Regions from separate parts of the Ovis canadensis genome. Here region 2 is linked to region 1. Evidence: chromatin contacts called from public Hi-C data. All regions are on one chromosome and are shown on one strand. Each heading gives the region's core, a stretch centred on a gene start, on an enhancer-like site or on the middle of the called end of the contact. The rest is flanking DNA. Distances are from core to core; before and after follow the strand shown.

The links. Hi-C and Micro-C count contacts between places; a contact is called where the count stands out from the background.
Region 2: a Hi-C map of fibroblasts shows a contact between it and region 1, with 2.7 times the contacts expected there. The contact joins two enhancer-like sites. A contact is called at or near these places in 2 of 2 Hi-C or Micro-C datasets (fibroblasts and lung).

The regions. Positions count from the first base shown.
Region 1 is chr5:63,515,699-63,519,954 of ARS-UI_OviCan_v2, reverse strand. No RefSeq gene overlaps it. Among named protein-coding and RNA genes, the nearest start is that of CXXC5, 14 kb to the left of the region's middle. Within about 2 kb of position 2,089, the one cell type or tissue checked has open chromatin away from gene starts, as enhancers often do. A contact at or near this core is called in fibroblasts, where this site is marked.
Region 2 is chr5:63,587,309-63,591,564 of ARS-UI_OviCan_v2, reverse strand. No RefSeq gene overlaps it. Among named protein-coding and RNA genes, the nearest start is that of CXXC5, 58 kb to the right of the region's middle. Within about 2 kb of position 2,009, the one cell type or tissue checked has open chromatin away from gene starts, as enhancers often do. A contact at or near this core is called in fibroblasts, where this site is marked.

The DNA of each region.
Region 1 (4,256 bases), core at 840-3,339:
GCAGGTTAGGCACTTAGTACTGGGCCAAGCACCTGGTAAGCATTCAAAACACAGTGGGTACTGGGATTATTCCGTGGCAGTCCAGTGGTTAAGACTCTGCGCTTCCACTGTAGGGGGTTGTAGGTTCAATCCCTGATCTAGGAACTAAGATTCCACATGCCATGTGGCCAAAATATTTTGGGCTTCCCTTGTAGCTCAGTTGGTAAAGAATCTGCCTGCAGTGCAGGAGACCCAGGTTTGATCCCTGGGTTGCGAAGATCCCCTGGAGAAGGAAATGGCAACCCACTCCAGAATCCTTGCCTGGAAAATCTCATGGACAGAGGAACCTGGTGGATTGCAGTCCATGGGGTCGCAGAGTCGGGCACGACTGAGCGACTAACACACACAACACATACTAATTAAGTCATATCAATGTAATGATTATAACTACTTAATAACATCACTCTCTCCAGATAGGTCCATCCCTCTCCAGAAATCTGATTCATCTCAGCAACAAAACTAGTTCAGCCATTACACGCATCTGGGAAACACAATCCAAGCATCACAAACTCAAACTGCTATACTCATTCACACAGTGGTCACACATATCAATTCCCTTAGTACACTGCCACACTGGCCACACACTCTGGGACTTTGGTGGGGAAACCACCTCCAATCTCTCATCAGGTACAGCTCAACTAGTACATAGTTACTGGCCCCATTTCCTGCCACTGTCACAAGGTTGAGAACACAGGAGGCCCAACAATGATATACTCAGTTCCAACAGGGTCCCAGAACCTCCCACGAAAGCTCCTTAAAGACCATGGCAAATCTGTCTCTCCATTGCTTCATTTCCCGTATAGAAATGGAGGCATCAGCTCCAGAGCCCTCCCTATTACAAATCTAAATCAGGAAAGAGGGCTGGCCCCAGATTAAAAAATTCAACCCCCAACCCCCAGACACCATTTCCTAGTGGTACATGTGTGTAGGAACAAGGTGAAGATCCTTCAACACAGCCTTACAAGCCACTCCTGTGGTTCCAGTTATAGGGCTAGCTGGGCTGGAGCCCTCATTTCCTCCAGTTAAGGCCTTGGCCCTCCCAGGGGCTTCCAGTAATCCCTTGCAGCCAGGGAGCACCCCGTAACTGTTCCACCAGGAAAGACTTCAAACATTCTCTTGTCTGGCTGTGTATCTGACTAATCCCTCAACCTCTGTGCCTGGATCCCAAATCTTGCCAGTTGGTCCAAATTCCAATACCTGCTCCCCTTCCAGAGCAGGTATTTCCCTTCCTCCTGCACACGTGCATATACACACACAGGCACTCTTTAAGAGCTGCAGAACCACTAGGTAGCCTGTGACCTAGGATGGAGGAAACCAAGGATCCTGGGCTATGGGCAGTGCTACAATTACCTCTCAACCCTTATTGCTTCCTCCAGGTAGGATGGAGAAACAGTTGTGGGGGAGGTCTGGCCTCTATCCACATCATCCCCACTCCCAGGTGGCTGGAGGCTGCTCTTCCCAGCATTCCATTCCAGGTTTTTATCCACTAGAAAGGGTAGCTGGACCCCTCATTTGTTCCCCAAAAGAAACAGACACAGACCCTGTACAGGGACACACAGGCTGGCTAGGCATGTCCATCTAAATGCCTGTTTTTTGGGTAAATTTTTGCAGGCCTTGCCCAAATGGGTAAGGTATAGGCCTCAAAGGGGCCCAGACAACATGCCCCAAGTCCCTGGGTTTCCTGGGAGATGGTCCTGCTCAAAATCCTCTGGCTTGTATAGGAGTCCAGCAAAGATGTGCAACTACCTAGGCCAACTTCCCTGAATCCAGGAGCATTCACAGGCAGCTCCAACCCTTTAATATGTTAAGGCCATTTTCCACCAAGCATTGCTATGGGCCAGGTTGGGTCAAGTACCCATTTTCTAGATGAGAAAACCAAACAGAGAGAGAAATTTGTTGCCCAAGAATATACAACTGAAAAGTTATGGGTCTGTGATTCAAATCCGGATTTGACTTCTTGTTTCTCAAAGGCTACAGTTTAGGCTCACACCCATATGCATAAACACTAAGGAATGTCCATGCTCACAATTCTCTCACACTCTCACAAGTTCCTACACACATGGGCAGCCCCCTCCCGCACACACACACACAAGCAGGCCTACACTCTCCCACGCCTGGGGCCTGTCAGCCACATTCTCCATGGCTCCCTCCCTCCAACAGGGACAGTGGCAGGCAGTCCACATTCCCAGGTTTCTGCCCTGACCCTGCCGCCACCCCCCTTCCCCACTCAGAGCACACATTCCTCCTGCTACAGCCAGATAACCAGCCCCAGGGGGAGGCCTGAGAGAAAGCAAGGCATTCTGGGGGCCAGACTGCTGGCCTTACTCTGGGCTGTTTAAGCTAGTTCTATTCCCTGATCTAGCATGGTAGGAAGTCAGAAGCTTTCCCTGTAGATAGTCCCCATCCTTTCAGCCACACCAGACCCAAGGTTTCCCTCCTTATTCCAGGGCTGAGAGCTGGAAGCTGAGAGCTTCACACTCCAGGAGGACTCCAAGGGTCTCCCAACTCACCCTTTGGATGCAAAATCCCTTATACAGTTAGTAATTAAAGCAGGACCTAGGGAACCCCCAGGACTCCCCTCTCTGCCACTCTAAGAGTCTCACAATAGGTAAAAGCATAGGTTCCATGCACCAAGAGCCCCTAGGCAGTTTTCCCCATCTGGGGGTAGTAGCAGTTAAATTCTCACAGCTCTGCCTAGGGTGCAACCACTTGGCGGGTTCAGCAAATCTGGAGTTATTTGCATACCCAGATGGCTAAGCCTGGAATTTCAAAGAATTCCCCAAGAAGAGGCAGCTGGCTTCCGGGTAGTGGCCCTGGAGGCTCACAGCTGTTGGGCTGGAAGACTGGGGACTGGGGCCCCTAAACACAAGATAAGATTGAAAAGGACAAGGGAATAATATTTCCCAGGTCTTATTACCACTCCCAGCTCTGTTCCTCCTGTCCTCAGCCTCCATCTCTCAGGTATGAAGTCATGTCCTGGTTGCCCAGAGTAGGTAGGCAGGCAAGACTAGTTGGCTAGTCATAGGGACTGCCTAATCTTTGGGGAAAGGTTAATGGTAGGCACCAGGCAGAGAAGTACTAGAAATATGGGGTCCCTTTATTCACATGAAGTAACAGACAGGTCTTTGTGCCCATGCAACCTAAAGCTAGGTGGCAAAGGCCCTGGCCTGGTCCTTACAAACCTGTCCACACACATGCACATGGCTACTATACCAATGCTGAGGGGAAAAGGTGGCTTGATACTTCTGGCAGACCTTGGGCTAGAATACTAACCTGTTTCCTTACTGTGATTAAGGCTATGATGGAGCGTAACTGAGCTAGGCACCGGGCCACCCAGTTCTGGATAATCTGTAAACAAAGCCAAGCCCAAACAGGCCTCCCCAGCCCAACAAAAGCCCCTCCCAGGTTCTGTCCAAGCAGATTTACTGACCACCCACTTCATGACTGTTATAGCTATAGGTCACCACTGCCCTCTGCTGGCAACTCAGGTACTAGCATCCACTCAGACAGCTCACTCTCTCCCCAAGCAAAAGCCCCTTTCAGTCACCTCCTCCATCTGAGGGCACAGAAACTTAAACCTACCCAACTGTTAGTTAAAGTTAGAGGGTGGCAGGGGACAGGATAAGCAGGGAAGAACCCAGGGACGGTGTTAAGAGGAGAAATCACAAAGAAATTCTGCCAAATCTTCCCAAAATTTACACCCCAAACTTGAAGGATCCTTTCTATCCAGCTTGGAAGTTAAAAAACTGGAGAAGGCAATGGCACCCCACTCCAGTCCTCTTGCCTGGAAAATCCCATGGACAGAGGAGCCTGGTGGGCTACAGCCATGGGGTCGCTAAGAGTCAGACACGACTGAGCAACTTCACTTTCACGCACTGGAGAGGGAAATGGCAACCCACTCCAGTGTTCTTGCCTAGAGAATCCCAGGGACAGGGGAGCCTGCTGGGGTACCATGGGGTTGCAGAGTTGGACACAACTGAAGTGACTTAGCAGCATCAGCAGAACCTTCCCCTTACTCTGTCTTATGCTCTTTGCCCCCTCCAAAGAAGGGCCAGGCTTAGATGACCCAGAGCCATTCTTTGACAAAGCTCAACTTCTCTGGCAGATCTCAGAAAGCCTTCGTTCCCCTGGTTCCTTCTGTTACACTGTAGCAGGTGACTGAAAGTCCTGGGCATCTCTGAAATGCCATCTTCCAACTTTTACTTCAACACCCTGCA
Region 2 (4,256 bases), core at 760-3,259, 72 kb before region 1:
TGACCCTAGACGGTCCCTTCTCCTCTCTCCATCTCCCAGTCTATGCAGTAGGGCTGCTAATGGCCATGACCACCTAGCTCTGTGGGACTTCCAGCTCTGACTCCTTGGGTGAGGGGACCATGCCTCTGAGAGCCAGGGCCTCCCCCTAGGGTCTTGTGAAGCACGCAGATGACAGGACAACCAAAACCCACTGAATCAGACTCTCAACATACTGCAACCCCTCCCTCCCCACATCTGCAAGCCCTCAAGGCTAAATCATCTGCTGTGCACCAAGGTTTGAGAATTTCTGGGGTGGTGGGATCCTTTGACAAGAAGGAAGGTAGTGGAAAGCTCTCCCAACTCAAGCCCTGCTAGAAGGACTTCAAGTCACAAGGCTGAGAATGCTCTGGGGTCTGGCTTACCATTTCTTCCTCATCCAAAGGACAATTCCTCATCTAATGGGGAGATCAGTAAATTCTGAAGGTGTTACCTATTATGGGGGTGGGGAGAAGGAAGAAGTGGGTTCTACCCCTTAATCAGCTCTCCTTGCCATCCCTGAGATGGTCAGGCACAAGGGTCTGAATAGATGCCTCCTCCCCAAAAAAGAAAAAAAATTTGAGTGAGGTGGGACCAACAAGCATAGCTGAGGGAGGGGGAACCTGGGGGTACTGGAGTGGCAGGCAGTAAGGTGGGAAGACGCACATAAAAAAGCTGACCCCAGCCAGGCCTACTGGCCAGCCAGCTCATCCCCACCCCTCTGCGGCAGGCAGCTTGGCAGAGCTGAGCGCCAGCTTCTCCATCCAAACCCGAGTTCCCACCGAGCGTGCTTAATGCAGCGGCGGTGACATTTCTGCCGTCAGAGGCAAAAACAGGAACTCGGCCATTTTTTTGAAGGGCGCCCACAGTGCAGGCGGGAGATGAAAGAGGGTGGGGTTTCAACTCCTACGTCCACCGCCCTAACCACCCACTCTTGCCTCTGGCCCAGGGCTCCAGCCAGGTCATAAAACTTGGGTCTCCAGACAGACTAGGAAGCTGCTACAGAACTCTGACCTTCTTGTAAAAGTGGGGAAACTGAGGCCATAACGCTGACGCTAGCCGTTCTGGAAAAGGTAAAAGGAGGGATGGAGAAAAGCCCCGAGGAGAATGCCTTAAAGAATGTTCAGGTGGGAGCACCAGTCTGAGGAGCCAAAGGGCTGAAGCCAGCAGGCCCCAATGACCAGCCTCAAAAGAGCCCACACACCTGACCCCCCCCCCCCAACACTAGCACGCCCTCATGAGGGCGCTCGCGGCATCTTTAATCCTCCAAGCAATGAGAGGGTTAAGCTTCCTCGCGTTACTTGCCGCAGTAAGTGGAAAGGAAAGAAGTGTCAACTCTGTTCTCACCACAGCGGGGCTGTCGGATGGCACCTCCCCCCGCCCCGCGCACCCGGCCGGGCCGGCTCCCCCGCCCTCCTCTCGGAGCGCGCGCACACACCTCCCACCGCTTTGCCCAAATTATTTTCGATCCCGGGAGACTCCGGATGCCAGACGCGCTCCGCAGCGGCGGCGGCGGCCGCGCCTGATTCATTGCGCCAAAGCTGCAGATGCGACCTCCCGCCTGCGCCCTGTGCCCCTGCCCGCGCCGGGCTGCGTGCGCTCCTGGAGAGATTCGGGGGGGCGGCAATTTGTAGGCGCTCCCCCCTCAAGAGGCAGGCTCCGGCCCCCCGGGGCCAGGTCCCCAGTCCCCAGCTCCCCGGGCTGCACTAATTAGCTTCCTCGGGGGGCGCCACGCGGCGTGAGGGGCGGCAATTTCCCGGCTAGGCTGCGGGGGAAGCGCTCCCACCGCCTGGGAAGGTGAAATGGGAAACTCGATTCAAAGAGAGCTTTCCTCCCCCCCCCCCCCACCTCCCGCCTAGCGCGGTAGAAAACGGGTTTGAAATTCCTCCTCTCTCTTTTTTTTTTTTATTTATAGTGCACCGTCTCCATGGAAACCGCGGAGGAGGTCACGGTAGCTGGGCCCCCTCGCGTCACCCCGAGCCTCGCCGGCTGCAGGCGCCAGGATTGCGGCCTCCCAGGCGCCTCGGCCCGCGTGGACTCTACTTTGAGTTCCCCGCCCCCGCTCCACTCAGCCCGCGGCTCAGGCCATATGACTCTGGCGGGTCCTAACCGGGAAGGGCGCACCTGGGCACCAGTACGCTAGGCTATGCCTCTGTCCCCAGGCTTTGGCACGCGGGAGTGCGCCAAGATACACGTGCCCAGCTCCAAGACTAGAACACGTGCAGCGAGACGCCACCAAGGGGCTCACGGAACTAGTGAACGCCCTGGGCGATCAACCTATATAGGCGCACCACTCCAAACCTCTAGCTGAAACAAGACCACCCGTAAAGAACCTGGAGTCCCGCCTAGGTATCTTACTAGCTGTGACTTCGGGCAAGTCGCAACCTCTCTGCGTCTCACCTTGCTCATCAGCAAAATGGAATTGTCCCGTGGCTTGAGACTAACAAAGTACGTTAAACGTTTAACACTATGTTTGGCACGTGGTTCCGAAAAATGGTAGCTGTCACTAGGGTTATTTTTTACAGACTGCAAAAGCCGAAGCCCAAAAAGCATGGCTCAAGGGCGCGGTCAGCCCAAAGGCTGAGTTACACCTTGGGAGCTTCCCAGCATCTTAGCCTAGTCTCAGGCCGGAGGTTGAGGGGACGTGTGCCTGCTTTGCTGAGCCTGGGCCTGCCTGGGGGCGCGACGGGCGGGACCTCTTAGCCAGCCACATCCGCACCCGGAACCCTGGAGACGGGACTCCCCGCAGTGCGCGCCCCACCCCCCTCCTGCCCTAGCACTGTTAGCAACGGGCCTGCCTGCCCTCCCTCCCAGGGCTGAGGCCGCACCTGCCCCACCGGATGGCCGCCCCGGGGCCAGGCCGTGCCCCCCACCGCGCACACTTCCTCCCGGACCCCCAGCGCCCCGTTGAGCACGCAGGGAGGAGGGGACCCGGCCGCCCCCGCCCAGCCAGCTTCCCACAGCCCGAGCAGCCCGGAGCCGAGGAGGCAGGAAGTCTCAGAGCCGGGGCGTGGAGGCGGGGTAGGGGCAGGAAGTTGGGGGTGACTCTCCCAGAGACCCTAGACAGGCCCCGGCGTGGGAGCGGGGTGGGCGGGCGCGTAGGGATTAAGGGCGCGCCCCCACCCCCGCCTCTGTAGCCTTAGGCCACGTGATCCCGGCCGGAGCGCCCCGCTGGGTGAGGGCGAAGGCCGCTACCTCTGGCGACCCCCAGCAGCGCGCACTAGGAGGGAGGGGCAGCCTTTGTCTACTTTGCCGCAGAAGCAGCCCCCCACAACCCCTCCCCCACGCGCCCGGCCGGGCCCTGCACAGCCCGGGTTTTCCATCCGGCCCGGCTCGGCTCGGCAGCTGTCAGGGGACCGAGCTGACCTTCGCGAGCAGGGAGTTTCAATTAGCCGCAGATCAGATAAGCGGGCGGGCCCGTCTCTCCGGGCACCGCGGGGGCGCAGCCCCGCCCCCGCCACGCCGCGCCAAACGCGCTCCAGATGGGAACAAAGATGGGGACGCAGCTCCACCTGCCTCCCCGGGGAGGGGGGAACTGGAGGCCCCGCCGGGAGGAGCTTCCCACCGGAGGAAGGGGTTGCACACCCTCCCCAGCCCGTCTAGGCTCTCATTCGGGGCAGGGATCTAGTCAAAACGATCCTTGCAACTCTCCTTGCCTCCTACACAGCGGAGAGGTGCCTGCCACGCTGACCTCATCTCCAGGCGGGCATCGTGCCCTCCCTCCCCCGGAGGAACGCTTTTGCCATCTCTGATCTCATCCGGAGCTCTCCCTGGAAGGCAGGAGACAAGAGCCCAACAGAGAAAGGAAACTGAGGTAGAGAAGGGCTGGACTTCTTGATCCAGGTCACACCAACCACAACATTCTTTCAGATGTTTATCGAGTGCCTACTAAGTACCAGGCATAGTTTAGACTGTGGGGACATCAGCCTCTTAGAGCTTACATTCTCATTCAGGGAGACAGACCATAATCAAGTAAACAAATAGTTGAAAAGAATCATTTCGGAGATGCTAAGGAGCCATAAAGATACTAAAACAGGTCATGTGAGACTGGATTTCAGGGAGGGGACCGTGTTATGGACCGTGTTATGGTAGTCAGGGAGGGCCTCTCTGAGGAGGTGACATCTGAACTGAAGCCTGAAAGACCAGAAGGAACCAGTCAAGCAAAGGAGAGGGTGTGGAGCATGCCACTGTGGACATGACTTTCGGTTCAAAGGGGAAGGAGACAGGACAGGGCTTTGCAG